Regions from separate parts of the Mus musculus genome. Here regions 1, 3 and 4 are each linked to region 2. The links are chromatin contacts, called in public HiChIP or PLAC-seq and Micro-C maps. All regions are on one chromosome and are shown on one strand. The core of a region is the stretch at or near the end of the contact, and the rest is flanking DNA. Distances in the headings are between cores, read along the strand shown.

What was found. Hi-C and Micro-C count contacts between places; a contact is called where the count stands out from the background. HiChIP or PLAC-seq counts read pairs in DNA pulled down with a chosen protein or histone mark.
Region 1: an HNF4G HiChIP or PLAC-seq map of pancreatic cancer cells shows a contact between it and region 2. The contact joins the promoter of Chac2 here to the promoter of Stc2 in region 2. A contact is called at or near these places in 4 of 39 promoter capture datasets (the SN4741 cell line, embryonic stem cells and neural stem cells), 7 of 484 Hi-C or Micro-C datasets (the AML12 cell line, cardiomyocytes, cerebral cortex and 3 more), 8 of 115 datasets of contacts at active chromatin or transcription factors (astrocytes, embryonic stem cells, pancreatic cancer cells and 1 more) and 1 of 9 other capture datasets (embryonic stem cells).
Region 3: a contact with region 2 is called in a Micro-C map of embryonic stem cells, with 1.7 times the contacts expected there. The contact joins the promoter of D630024D03Rik here to the promoter of Stc2 in region 2. A contact is called at or near these places in 3 of 39 promoter capture datasets (embryonic stem cells and stem cell-derived epiblast-like cells) and 1 of 484 Hi-C or Micro-C datasets (embryonic stem cells).
Region 4: a Micro-C map of embryonic stem cells shows a contact between it and region 2, with 5 times the contacts expected there. The contact joins the promoter of Gpr75 here to the promoter of Stc2 in region 2. A contact is called at or near these places in 6 of 39 promoter capture datasets (embryonic stem cells, stem cell-derived epiblast-like cells and trophoblast stem cells), 11 of 484 Hi-C or Micro-C datasets (embryonic stem cells and neural progenitor cells), 6 of 115 datasets of contacts at active chromatin or transcription factors (embryonic stem cells and stem cell-derived neural progenitor cells) and 1 of 9 other capture datasets (embryonic stem cells).

The regions. Positions count from the first base shown.
Region 1 is chr11:30,984,989-30,987,817 of GRCm38.p6, forward strand. Chac2 (ChaC, cation transport regulator 2) reads right to left here and starts at 1,377. Exons shown (of 3, transcript NM_026527.3): 1 at 1,124-1,377. The coding sequence starts at 1,258. The region is part of intron 1 of Asb3 (ankyrin repeat and SOCS box-containing 3); the gene reads left to right.
Region 2 is chr11:31,368,434-31,371,326 of GRCm38.p6, forward strand. Stc2 (stanniocalcin 2) reads right to left here and starts at 1,628. Exons shown (of 4, transcript NM_011491.3): 1 at 1,279-1,628. The coding sequence starts at 1,429.
Region 3 is chr11:31,823,231-31,825,930 of GRCm38.p6, forward strand. D630024D03Rik (RIKEN cDNA D630024D03 gene) reads right to left here and starts at 1,317. Exons shown (of 4, transcript NR_102314.1): 1 at 1,063-1,317.
Region 4 is chr11:30,884,020-30,886,754 of GRCm38.p6, forward strand. It overlaps Gpr75 (G protein-coupled receptor 75), which reads left to right and starts at 1,339. Exons shown (of 2, transcript NM_175490.4): 1 at 1,339-1,523. It also overlaps a transcript of Erlec1 not described here.

The DNA.
Region 1 (2,829 bases), core at 127-2,626, 380 kb before region 2:
TAATTCTAAATTGACAAACTGTAGTTAGAATGGTTCTACCTCAGATGCTCTTCCTGATTTAAAGCCTGTATCTTTTGAGCAGGTACACACTGTGATCTTTCCCTTTCCTAAAATCTCTTCTGATACTTGGTTTCCAGTATTTCAGAATATTATGCTTTAGAGTATTTTTTAAAAATGGTGCTGGGAATTGAACTCGGGCAGGGCCTTGCATGCACTAGGTAAGAACTCTACTACTAAGCTATATTCCCAGACTTGTTTCTGAGCTTGAGGTCCAGGCCAGTATTGAACTTGTGATATTCTTTTGGATTACAATTTTGTACCAGCAGACTAGGCTAATTTTAAGAGTATGTTGGAGAACACAGGAACATTCAAAACCAAAGGTTAGATATTAACCAAACAAGTTACTAGTTCATACTTGTTTAACTTTTTTTTTCCACAGATTTTTTTTTTTTTTTTTTTTTTTTTTTTGTAGCCAAGGCAAATAGTGAGCTGCTTCTAACACTCTGAACCCCTGGAGAGCTGAATGCTTTATATGACCGAACTGAAAAACAGATCCAATGATTTGTATTTACATTAATAATTCAAGAGAACTATGGAGAAGGAACATTCAAATAATGGAGATTTTCAATTCATTACTCAGAACGAACTGCAAACCTCACATAACTTTGCTTATACCTCTCAATCAAAAAATCACCATGGGCATAAAAATTGGAATGACTGGAAACTAGTTCTTTCATGATCTTAGGCATTTTAAAACTAAAACATTGGAAACATAAATTGGAAATTTACAGGCACATATAAATTCAGACCAGTAAAAACCTGGCATAATATAGACATATCAACGAATTTACACACTGACCATGTGGTGACATGAAAATTCAACTTTATTATTTTGTGGGGTGGCAGAGGTTGCCAAGATAAGGGTGCTGTCCTGGCCACTTCAGCCTTGGGCGAGCTCCCTGTGCCCGTGCTTTCTGCTTTAGAAACTAATTACTGGCTTCTGAAGCGGCCTAAGGATATCCACTTCTTGAGAGAGGCAAGGGCAGGTGGCCAATGAAGTTGAGAGCTTTATCCTGTTCCAGTGCTCTGCTGGGTAGGTGGGCATGAGGCGCTGGCTCCTTACCTTGCCTGGGACCCCGCGGTGGTCCGTGCTACCTTGCCAGAAGCGCCGACTGTAGTTTGTGATGTAACCAACCAGCTTGTCCTGGTAGGGGAAGTCCACCTTCCAGATGAGGGACCCATAACCAAACACCCACATCTTTCTGGACCCTGACCGGCACTCGGACTTCAGAACGAGACTGCTACCGAGGGGAGTAACCGGCTGCTGGGGCAGTGCCAGGCGCTCTGGCTTCGCCTGATGTGCGGCGCAAAGCACACTGGGTTTTCAGAGCTTCTATGGTGCGGGAGGGGTGGGGGTAGGGAATGGGAGGCAGGGGACTACATTACCCACAATTCTTTAGAGTTTTACGACTCTCGAGTTGGAGCAGCACCCCTCCCACCTTTTTTTCTAGTGAGAATTGAAAGAGGAGAAAAGGCAGGACTCCTGTCTTATAGGGCACCACAATTAGCACGTAGTCATTTTGTTGTGCTTTGAAAATTGGCTAGCTGCCCACATCAAACAGCAGCCAGAGTGGCAGATCCCGGAAGTATAATATCTGTATGACCAAGTCCTGTGTCCTTTGCTTTTAAATAGAAGCAAAACAGTAGTTTTATGTGTGTGAAAAAGCAACTGGATTCTAATGGAAGTTGCTTATCAGATTGGGGGGAGGGGGGGAAGAACGGGACTGTTTAAGCATGATGAAGGAGAGAGGTTTTTATACAGTAAGAGACATCTGGAACAGTTCACAGTGGGCAGGACCAAACTGAGCTGTGCCATGTGAGAAGAGGGAGGGAAAGAAAGATGAGAGAGAGGGACTAGGTGCAGCAGCCTGGAGGCTCAAAAGGGATTTGGTTGGATTATATAGGAAAGGGCTGCTGCTAGAAGGTCAGCCCAGCCCTAGGGATGGAAAAGTTTAGAGTAGGGGTTGGGGTATGCCAGCAGGAGGGTCCTGAAATAGATCAGGACCGAAGGATGCAGGAAGAACTTGGCAGTCAGTGCCTATTATGATGTTAAGTAGGCACCTCAGCCATTTTTCTCACTTTTGAAACCTACCACTTATTTAAACTTCAAAGAACAGTTTGTTCAGTCTTAATCTCGGAGGCTCAGAGACGAGCAGGTGCACTCTCCCATTACATTACTTCACCAGTGGCTTTTACAGTGCTGCTTATAGAATCCTTTTCTTTTCTCAGGTGAATGGCTGCTGTTTTGTTTAATAAGAAACTTTGAGGATAATGAATATTCTTTACTGAACACTTAATTTGGATGGTTGAGGAGAATTCTTATATTTAGTTTAAAATGTATTGTTTTTCCTGGATTTCCTTCTTAACTCTTAAGTATTTTCATTGCCTCCCCATCAGACAGTTCTATTCTTGCAGAACTATGGCAGGACACCTTAAATTTTAGATAAAAACACTAGTGGGAAAATATGTAGAACCACTGTTGACTATTGGGAAACATATTTTCTTAGTCTTCCTTTGGGTTGTGTTCTTTGTATTCTTAAGATTATAATATTTTATGTATTTGAATTTCTCAAAAATTGAAAATTAAGTGATATATATACACTCCCTCCCCCCAAAAAGAACAGAGCTTTGTTTTTTGTCTTTGATTGGCACCCCACTGAAAAGCAAGCTGATGTCCTAAATGTTGCTATAGTGATATAAATAGTAAGGAAGCAAAAAAAAAATTCCTCCTAAGTTATAGGGATTTTTAAAATACACACTCTAGATAAA
Region 2 (2,893 bases), core at 378-2,877:
GGCAGGTGGGGGCTGGCCTTTCCACCCGCCACCTTTCTCTGGAGGTTCCTTTTAATTAGGGATCCGGTGTGAGATATCACTTAATCCCCTCGAATCCCAGAGGCCCCGAGCCTGCTCCCTCTTCCAAGATGTCCTAATTCGTCAGCCTGAAAGGACAGACAGGGAGCTGTCAGGCTGCGGCAGAGCAGTCTCACGCCTCTCTCGGTTCGCTCAGTTCTACGATTTAAACCAACCGCAAAATTACAATGAGGAAAGTGTATTCTGGAAGAAGGGCGGGGCTCGAGTCGAAAAATCTGTATGAGATGAAATCTAGCATGAGAACGAGCTTGTGCTTGTGAAGGGGTGCCTAAACCCGAGAGGAGGCAGGGCGGACGAGGAACCCTTGATTGTGCGCCTAGACAAGCGGGGGTGAGAGGCTGAACTGACTCCACGCGTGGTCGCGAGCAGGGCAGCGATCACTCACTTGGAGAACCCTGACCAGCACTTGTGCATTCCGGCTCAGGCAAGGAGCGCACGCACGCCACGGCCGCCGCTTTCACACGGCCCCCGAGGAATTGCGGGGGTGGGGGCGTAAGGAGACGAGCGGCAGACACGTTTCTTTCTCTCCCGGGAGCTGGGAAGAAGGCCAGCCCCGTGTGCCACACGTCAGGCTTTTGCACTGCAGCTTGCTGGTGAGCAGGGCCGCGCACGATTCGGATCGTGTCAACAGTTCTTCCCGTGCTGACTTGGCTAGGAGCATGGCTGCAGCAGCAGAGGTACGCTTTGCGAACCCCCTCCCCCAAAGGAAAAGTTCCTAACTGGCCAGCAAAGTTCTGGGCTGTCCGGCATCTTTGGAGAAAACGGAGACAGTACATGCCAGGCTGGCCGGCTTGGAAACGAAGTTCTGGGTGCAGGGCGAGCCCAGCTCTGGGGTCCCTTGGTACTTCGCACGGGCCAGGCGTGACGAAGTGCGCCCTGCTCCGGGCCCGGGACTCTGGCTGGAGCTGGCAGCAGCGTCAGGCACAGCCTCGGTTCCCCTCAGCCCCGGGGAAGGCTAGCAACAAGTCTTGCCTCAGCCATTTCATCACCCTGCTAGCACGTGCCGATCCCCGGCTCTCGCAGCCCGAGCCAGACCTCGCTTCGCCTCGCTCTTCCCTCTGCACGTCCCGAGCCACGGAGAGTTTGTGCCGCCCGGGGTGAGCTCGGGTCGCCGGCTTGGGGCTAAAGGCACCCGGCGCGCCGCGAGCATGCACCCTGTTCTCCCCCGGCAGCTCTGGGCTGCAGGGCGCACGCGTTTACCTGTGTTCTGCAGGGACAGACGGCCTTTCTGCTGCGAGCTCCTGTCTTGGGGACCTTCCGGAGGGTTCGTGGAGTCCGTCCCCTGCGCCGGGTCCAAGGTGGCAAACACCAAAGCCAGGGTCACAAACTGGCCCAGCCGCTCCGCACACATGGTTCTGGGTATCACCCTCCCGCCTGGAGACCTGGATTCTTTGTGCGCCCCTCCTCCTCCTCTTCCTCCTCCGCCGCTTCCCCCTCCTCCCACTCTTCCTCCTCGCTGGCCCCTTCCCTCCTCCTCGCCGCGGCTCGGATAGAGGTTACCCAGCGCCCTCCCGTAGCTCTCTGGAGAGCATGTGACCAGGCCGTTAGCCGCGCCGCGAGTGCCCGGCGATAGCAGGGATGGTGCCTCAAATATCCCTGGAAGCTCTGGTGTCACTTGAATGAAGGAGTCGAGCAGGTGTTGTCCCGGAGGCTGGACCAATCGGAGACCCCGGCCCGTTTGACAACACAGCGGGAGGCGGGGCCTGCGCCAACTTCTACGGGAGGAAGCGGAGCGCCTCCGCGATCGCCCCACAAAGTTGCAGACCTGGCGGCGGCCACGCGTTTGCGTGGTGTGTGTGTGTGTGTGTGTGTGTGTGTGTGTGTGTGTGTGTGTGTGTGTGTGTGTGTGTGTGTGTGTGTGTGTGTGTGTGTGTGTGTGCGAGACGCGTGCGCGTGTGCTCCGGGGCAATGGCACGCGTTTGCGTGGTGTGTGTGTGTGTGTGTGTGTGTGTGTGTGTGTGTGTGTGTGTGTGTGTGCGAGACGCGTGCGCGTGTGCTCCGGGGCAATGGCCGAATGGACTGAGGGGGAAAAATTAAAGCGGATGCCAACTCTACTTGCAACTAAAAACTAAAAAAAGGGGGGTGGGGGGCAGGAGAAGTCGGTCTTCACAGGGACAGAGTCCCCAGGGTTCATATCCAGCTGGGAAAGTTTCCTCTTTGGAACACAGTCACATTCTCAGCCAGGAGACCTGAACAGATTAGGACAGATACCTGGTCACAGAGATGGTGCGAGCAAATTGAACTCTGGTGGGAATTCCTAAGCGTCCTGACGCTTGTTTTGTTTTTTGGGTTTTTTGGTTTTTGTTTTATTTAAAGGCGCTTGAGGACAGGCGTGGAAGCTGCTGGCCTGATTGACTTACCCACTTTCTGCCTGAATTTGATGGGTCCAATAACACCTGGGGCGTCTCGTCTCGCTCCTCCTCCAGTCCAGACGGATTCCTGTCTGGGCTTCAGGGATCCAAGTGACAATTCATTTCACCAGGTGAAAATTCATTTGCATCATTTCCTGGCTGGTGGCCTGGAGGCCCAGGCAGCCTTGGGTCAGGCGGCCACAGACCATCGCGTGCCCAAGAGGCCAGAGCTTGACAGGCAACTTTAGGCGTCTCCAAATACAGTCTTCAATTTTCTCCAAATGCCACTCGGCCCACTTACGGGTTTTGTTTGTTTGTTTGTTTGTTCTACTCTGCAGTCCTCTGATGTAAAATTAAAGCACCCCACCCCCCAAATCTTGGGACCTTCTATTTTTTTCTCCTCTTCTTGGAGCCCCCTCCTTAAGCACCCTGAGAATCAGATCGCCTTCAGCTGCAATCTCCGC
Region 3 (2,700 bases), core at 67-2,566, 450 kb after region 2:
CTCACCTAATCTAGACTGACCCTGTCTCACTGCATCTCTCCCTGAGGCCCAAGGTGACTATTGCATGAGCTTCCTGCAAGTGACAATCATTTCTTAGTTACCTTGTTAGCCCTGGTGCCCAGATAGGGCGTGGCATGGTTTAGGAGTCCAGTCTGGAATGGAGGATACAATAAATGGATGCAGGAATCCTCCTGATAGCAGGAGCAGAGCTTTGGGTTTTCAAGACTGAGCTGTCAGCTTTCAGTAGAGCTGAAGATGAGTTGGAACTGCAAGGACGAACATGGGCGAACTACATGGGCGAACAGCTACCACTTGCATTCTAGAATCATACGGCCTTGTGTGGTTTTGAGACAGTCTTCCAGCTCTGTGGCTAGCCCCACTTGGGTACCTCTTCCAGAGTGTGGCTTTCGTGGAACCCATTGTCATTAGTGGGGGCTGCTGCTTGTACGGAATGGGGGTTGCAATATTCCTGCCTTTGTGCCTGAAGGCCACAGTCTTCTTTCTCTCCACCAAGGCTCGTCACACACTGCTGGCCTCACCCCAGCATCTGACCCAATTAATCTGGGATACGGCTAGGGAGAGTCATAGAGCAGATTATACTTGGTAAAAGGTGGGGAGGAGGAAAAGCAAAGAGAATTACAACAAAATCCCCAACTGAAATTCAACTACTTGGAGGTTCTAGCACAAAGCATACTAAGGCTTTATGCTACAGGTAAACAGGTCCAGAAAGCCCCCTTGTTTTCCACCCATCCCATGAGGACAGCTAAACACGGTATTGCTGAACAAAGCATTATCTAGCTTTAGCTTCAGAAAATGAGACCAAATTTTCCAACAAAATTGCCTTGATGAGGCTTCTGAATGCCCTTTCCTTAAGGTAGGAAAGTTTGAAAGAGAGATGGAAAACCGGACACCTGTTTTGTTACCCCAACTGGAAATAGGCTCAGCTATTTCCCCCAGGGTAGCATATGAATATTCTCACCTCCCACATTTGCTAAAACCCAAGAACTTTATTCTAGTTTTTAAAAAAATTATTACTATTATTTGAGTTTTTGAGATACTTACTGCGTAGCCCTGGGTAGCCTTGAACTCAGGGATCCCCCAGCCTCTGCCTCTGAGTGCTCAGCCCTCACAGCCTTGTTGTAAAGGTGCAGTACCCAGCACTGTAGTCAGAAAAGTGGCCAGACAAATGGAGCTAGCCCCTGAGAGTGAAAACACCAGTTTGCCAAACCCTAAACACAGAAACAAGTGGGGATTGGGGGAGTTTCTATCAGCCCGGCTCAAGAGCCAGGCTAACTCAGCAGCGAGGTCGCACTCCCTGCCCTGGAAAAATCAGAGCAGGGCACGTGACTGTGGGTAGCCAGGGAGACGGTTTTGAGCATTTTCCATTCGTGAACACAGATATGCCTCAAGCAGTACATGTGTCCCTCAAAATCTATGTTGAATCCCTGGCCTGGGTGTTCCACCCCTGATCTCCCGAGGGCAGAGGGTGAAGCCCTGCATAGCAGGTGAATATGGCACGTGGCTGCTCCATTCTCATAGTTTCACAATTTTCACATTTTGCTCAGTTTGCGTGAGATGTTCCAATGACAGATGACTAAGCCAAAAAACCGCTGTGGTTACCATGGCATCCTGCCATCCAACACAGCTGTGGAGCCACCCAGATTTGAAAGGAGTGTCCCGGGGGTCGGTCCCAGCTCTCAGATAGGTGTCTACAGAGGTCATCTGGCTCACTGTGCTGGGCGTGACTTGGCATCTGCTGAGCAAACACACGGCATCTTCCTGGGAGGCCACCTTGACACACTTTGGCCCAACCTGTTCTCCTGAAGCTGGGGTTTTGTAAGAGGCCAAATTCCAGGCTGGGGCAGAATAAACAAGAGTACATGGCTAATGATTGTTGAGTTTGCCTGGAACACAACTGACTGCACATTTCAGAGGAGACTTTCCGACCCCACCTGACCTATGCCTACTAAACAGTAGTGAAGCTATGAACAACCAGGGGCTTCCAGGTCCCCATGGTGTCTGCTGGTGATTTCTCTCTGTCCTTTGAAGAGTAATAGAGACATACCTGTTATCAATTTGGAGTTCTCTGTCTTAATCTGCTTAACAAGTAAATAATATTTTTCTGCTTAAAACCTTACACCCATCTATCACTTCACAGTCTTCAAAAAGATTCCCAATTCTACCCTGGTTTCAGTTTTGGGAGAGTGGGAATGGTAGTCCAAGCTCAGAGAGGGCCCAAGGACACACAGCCAGGAGATGTCTGGGTCAGAAGTTGAGATTTTTTTTACAAGCAAGTCAGGCAAAAACAGTGCTTATATTTGGTCTTTTGGCTTGGGAGATAAACTTCCTCTCTTGGTAGAGATGCTGGGTCTAGAGTTGGAGGGTATGGGAGGGAACCAATGTATTTCCACCTCGGAGGTAGCTCAGAATATTGCCTCCACCTTCTGTTTAAATATAGCCACAGCCCTCCAATTGCAGTATCTATTTACCCTCTTTGGGGTTCTGGAGACCTCATACTTCTTAAGCATACACGCACCAGTGAGCCCCATGCTCAGCCCCCCGAGAAGTCAGAGAAAGCAGCCAGCGGTTAGACAGTTGTTTCTGGCCTGCTACCATCCTGCTGTCTAGATCTGAGCTTTCTAACCACTTACGACTTTGCACTTGAGAGTCTTCAAAACACACACACACACACACACACAC
Region 4 (2,735 bases), core at 89-2,588, 480 kb before region 2:
GCTAGCATATTGTTAGCCATGATTAACTTTTACAGACTTTGCCTTTTGCATTATTGGTATGCCACTGTTTTTATCCAGTATCCTTGCTGCCATATTTTGTGCATGTTATTATTTTGTGTTGCCTTATAACCCCACAAACATTGGTGGAGCCTTTGTCTTTCTCAGTATGAGGTTGGTTTCTCTCAGGTGTATGTACTACTGATGGCTACTAGTAGTTCAGCCTGAACATTTTGTTATCGTTTATGTCCAAATGGAAATTATACAGGCAGTATTTAATGTATTTGGAGAGACATATAATTTGGGTCAGAATTCCCACTCTTAACTGCTAATTCGTGTTTTTTTTCTTCAAATGTTTCTAGGGCCCAGTGTTACCTTTACCAACAACATCTTAGAACCAGTATATTGCCAAGTGTCTGGGGAGTAGAACATGATTTATGTGAAAATTAGTTGGGGGTTTTTCTTGAGCATTTTTTTTCCTAAACATAGTTCGGATTTCACAAATCCCTTCAACATGTTTCTTAGTAAAAAATGGGAAAATTAATAGAATTGTATTAGTATTATTATATTTTATACTTAATTACATTAAGTATAAAGGAAACTTAACAGAAAACGGAAAGGGGTTGTAGTGGCAATGGTGCCACGAAATATTTCACCTGGATGGAATCAAAGTCTTTGATTTCTAACCAAAAAAAAAAAGGGGGGGGACATTTGAATAGCATTCTCTATTTCTTAAGTATTGGATGAGATTAGAAAAGTAGAAGATCATAATTAACCAGGTTAAAATCCTGAAGGAGTTAACAGGGTATGTTTGCCCATAACAACATACTTAGGAATGTTTCTTATATAAGCTAAAGTGGGTTTGTTGTTTTAGACATATTGACTTTGGGAGATGAGAAGCAACGCTCTAATGGTTTATGCTGGTGTTTTAAACAGGACTAGCTGAATTACACTATTGCTTCTCAAGATTTTTACACCCAACACGGTATTTAATAGTACCTGTTTGTTTGTTTTTTTAACTTTGCATCAACCACGTACTTACTATGACCTAAGACACATATGTGTGTTGAAATTGGTTCGATTCAATTTGTCATAATGACTTTAATTATTAAACTGGAACTGACAGCCTAGTTAGAAAGCCAAGGAGATCAGCTTGAAGGCTCTCCGCAGGCACTCTCAGCTGTCTCCTCCTGCCTGGCATCTCTGGTTTTCATTTTTTCCTTGCTGTGTATCAGCGGTCAGTGGCCAATTCACAGGCAGCCCTGGCATATCGGAGCGCACTCCCACTAGGCTGAGGCGGGCAGGCAGGGAGGGTGCCGAGCAGGCGGGGCGGCCACGGTCAGAGGGAGGGGCCGCGCCCCGGGTTCGGTGACTGCGCCGCGCGCCCGGCTCGCCTAGGCTCCCGGGATGCGCGGAGGCGGCAGCGATGGCGATGATGACTCTAGCCCGGCAGCTTCCAGGCCACCGGGCACAGATAGGGTCACTACTGCGACACGGAGGAGGAAGGGCGGCGCTGAGGCCAGCTGGTAGGTGAGAGGCCGCAAGCCCAGACCGGGAGGATCACACCAGGGTTGTGAGGCGAGCGGGAGCGGGGAGAAGGCTAAGCTTGGCCTGGCCTGGTAGGTTGCGCACCTGTGTTCCTGTGCAGCCTTGCTGTAAGCTCTACACAGACCACAACCCACTGCCTGCATCCAGGCGGAGTCCAAGCATCCCTGGACTAGCCTAGGCCTGTGTTTCCTCCAGTTCTAGGGAGCCCCCTACCCGTTACCAATCACAGTTGGGGATAAACCTGCAATCTCCTACTCCTTTAGTCAATAGTACGATAGTACGCAGTGCTCCACAGACTCCTTATCCCTCCACCAGAGACCCAGATCTTTCCCACCCCATCAGCTATTAGCCTCAATGGATAGATAGTTCAGGTGATTAGAAACAATGGGAGGTTTGAAATATCTCACTGACCTTGGGCAAGTTATTTAGCCTCCCCGTGCTTTTCTAGATCCATTCAAATTAGTGGGAATGGGACAGAACTTAGTTTTGTGTGAGGGCTGTGGAAAAAAAAAAAAAAAAAAAAAAAAAGCCTTCCATGAAGAAATTCGGCATTTATTTGGGGTTGGAATACAATGAAATAATCAAGGTCATGAGTTAACTTGTAAGTGTCCTAACGTTTGCTTCAAAAATTAATAATCTCTGTGAGCTCCTAGGGATCCGGGTTAGTTGATTCTGTTGGTCTTGCCCTTCAGCTCCCTCAGTCCGTCAACTTTTAGAATGGGAATAAAACAAACAAACAAACAGCACAGTATTAGAGACCCATCGCCCCTCCCCCCTCCCGCCTTCTCTTCCCCCTGTCCCTCCCTACACCTACTCATGACCCCCTCCCTCCTTCCCTCAGGCTGGCTTTCAAGTAGGTGATACTGCCTTTATGCTCTTGAGAGACTGAGATTACAGGCTACCACATCCAGCTTTTCACATATTTTTTTGTTTATTTGTTTTGCAACAGAGTGTCACTATGTAGCCTTAGCTGGCCTGGAGCTTACTGTGTAGATCAGGCTGGCCTCCAACTCAGAAATCTGCCTCCTTCTGCCTCATGAACACTGAGATTAAAGGCCACATCCATATTTTACTAAGAGTTGACACTAAGCAATTTGTTAGGAGTTCCTCGTTCTTGCTTCCAGTTACCTCAACATCCTTCCGCAACTGTAATCAGATGTATATTAATTCATTTTGAGAAAAAGTCTCAC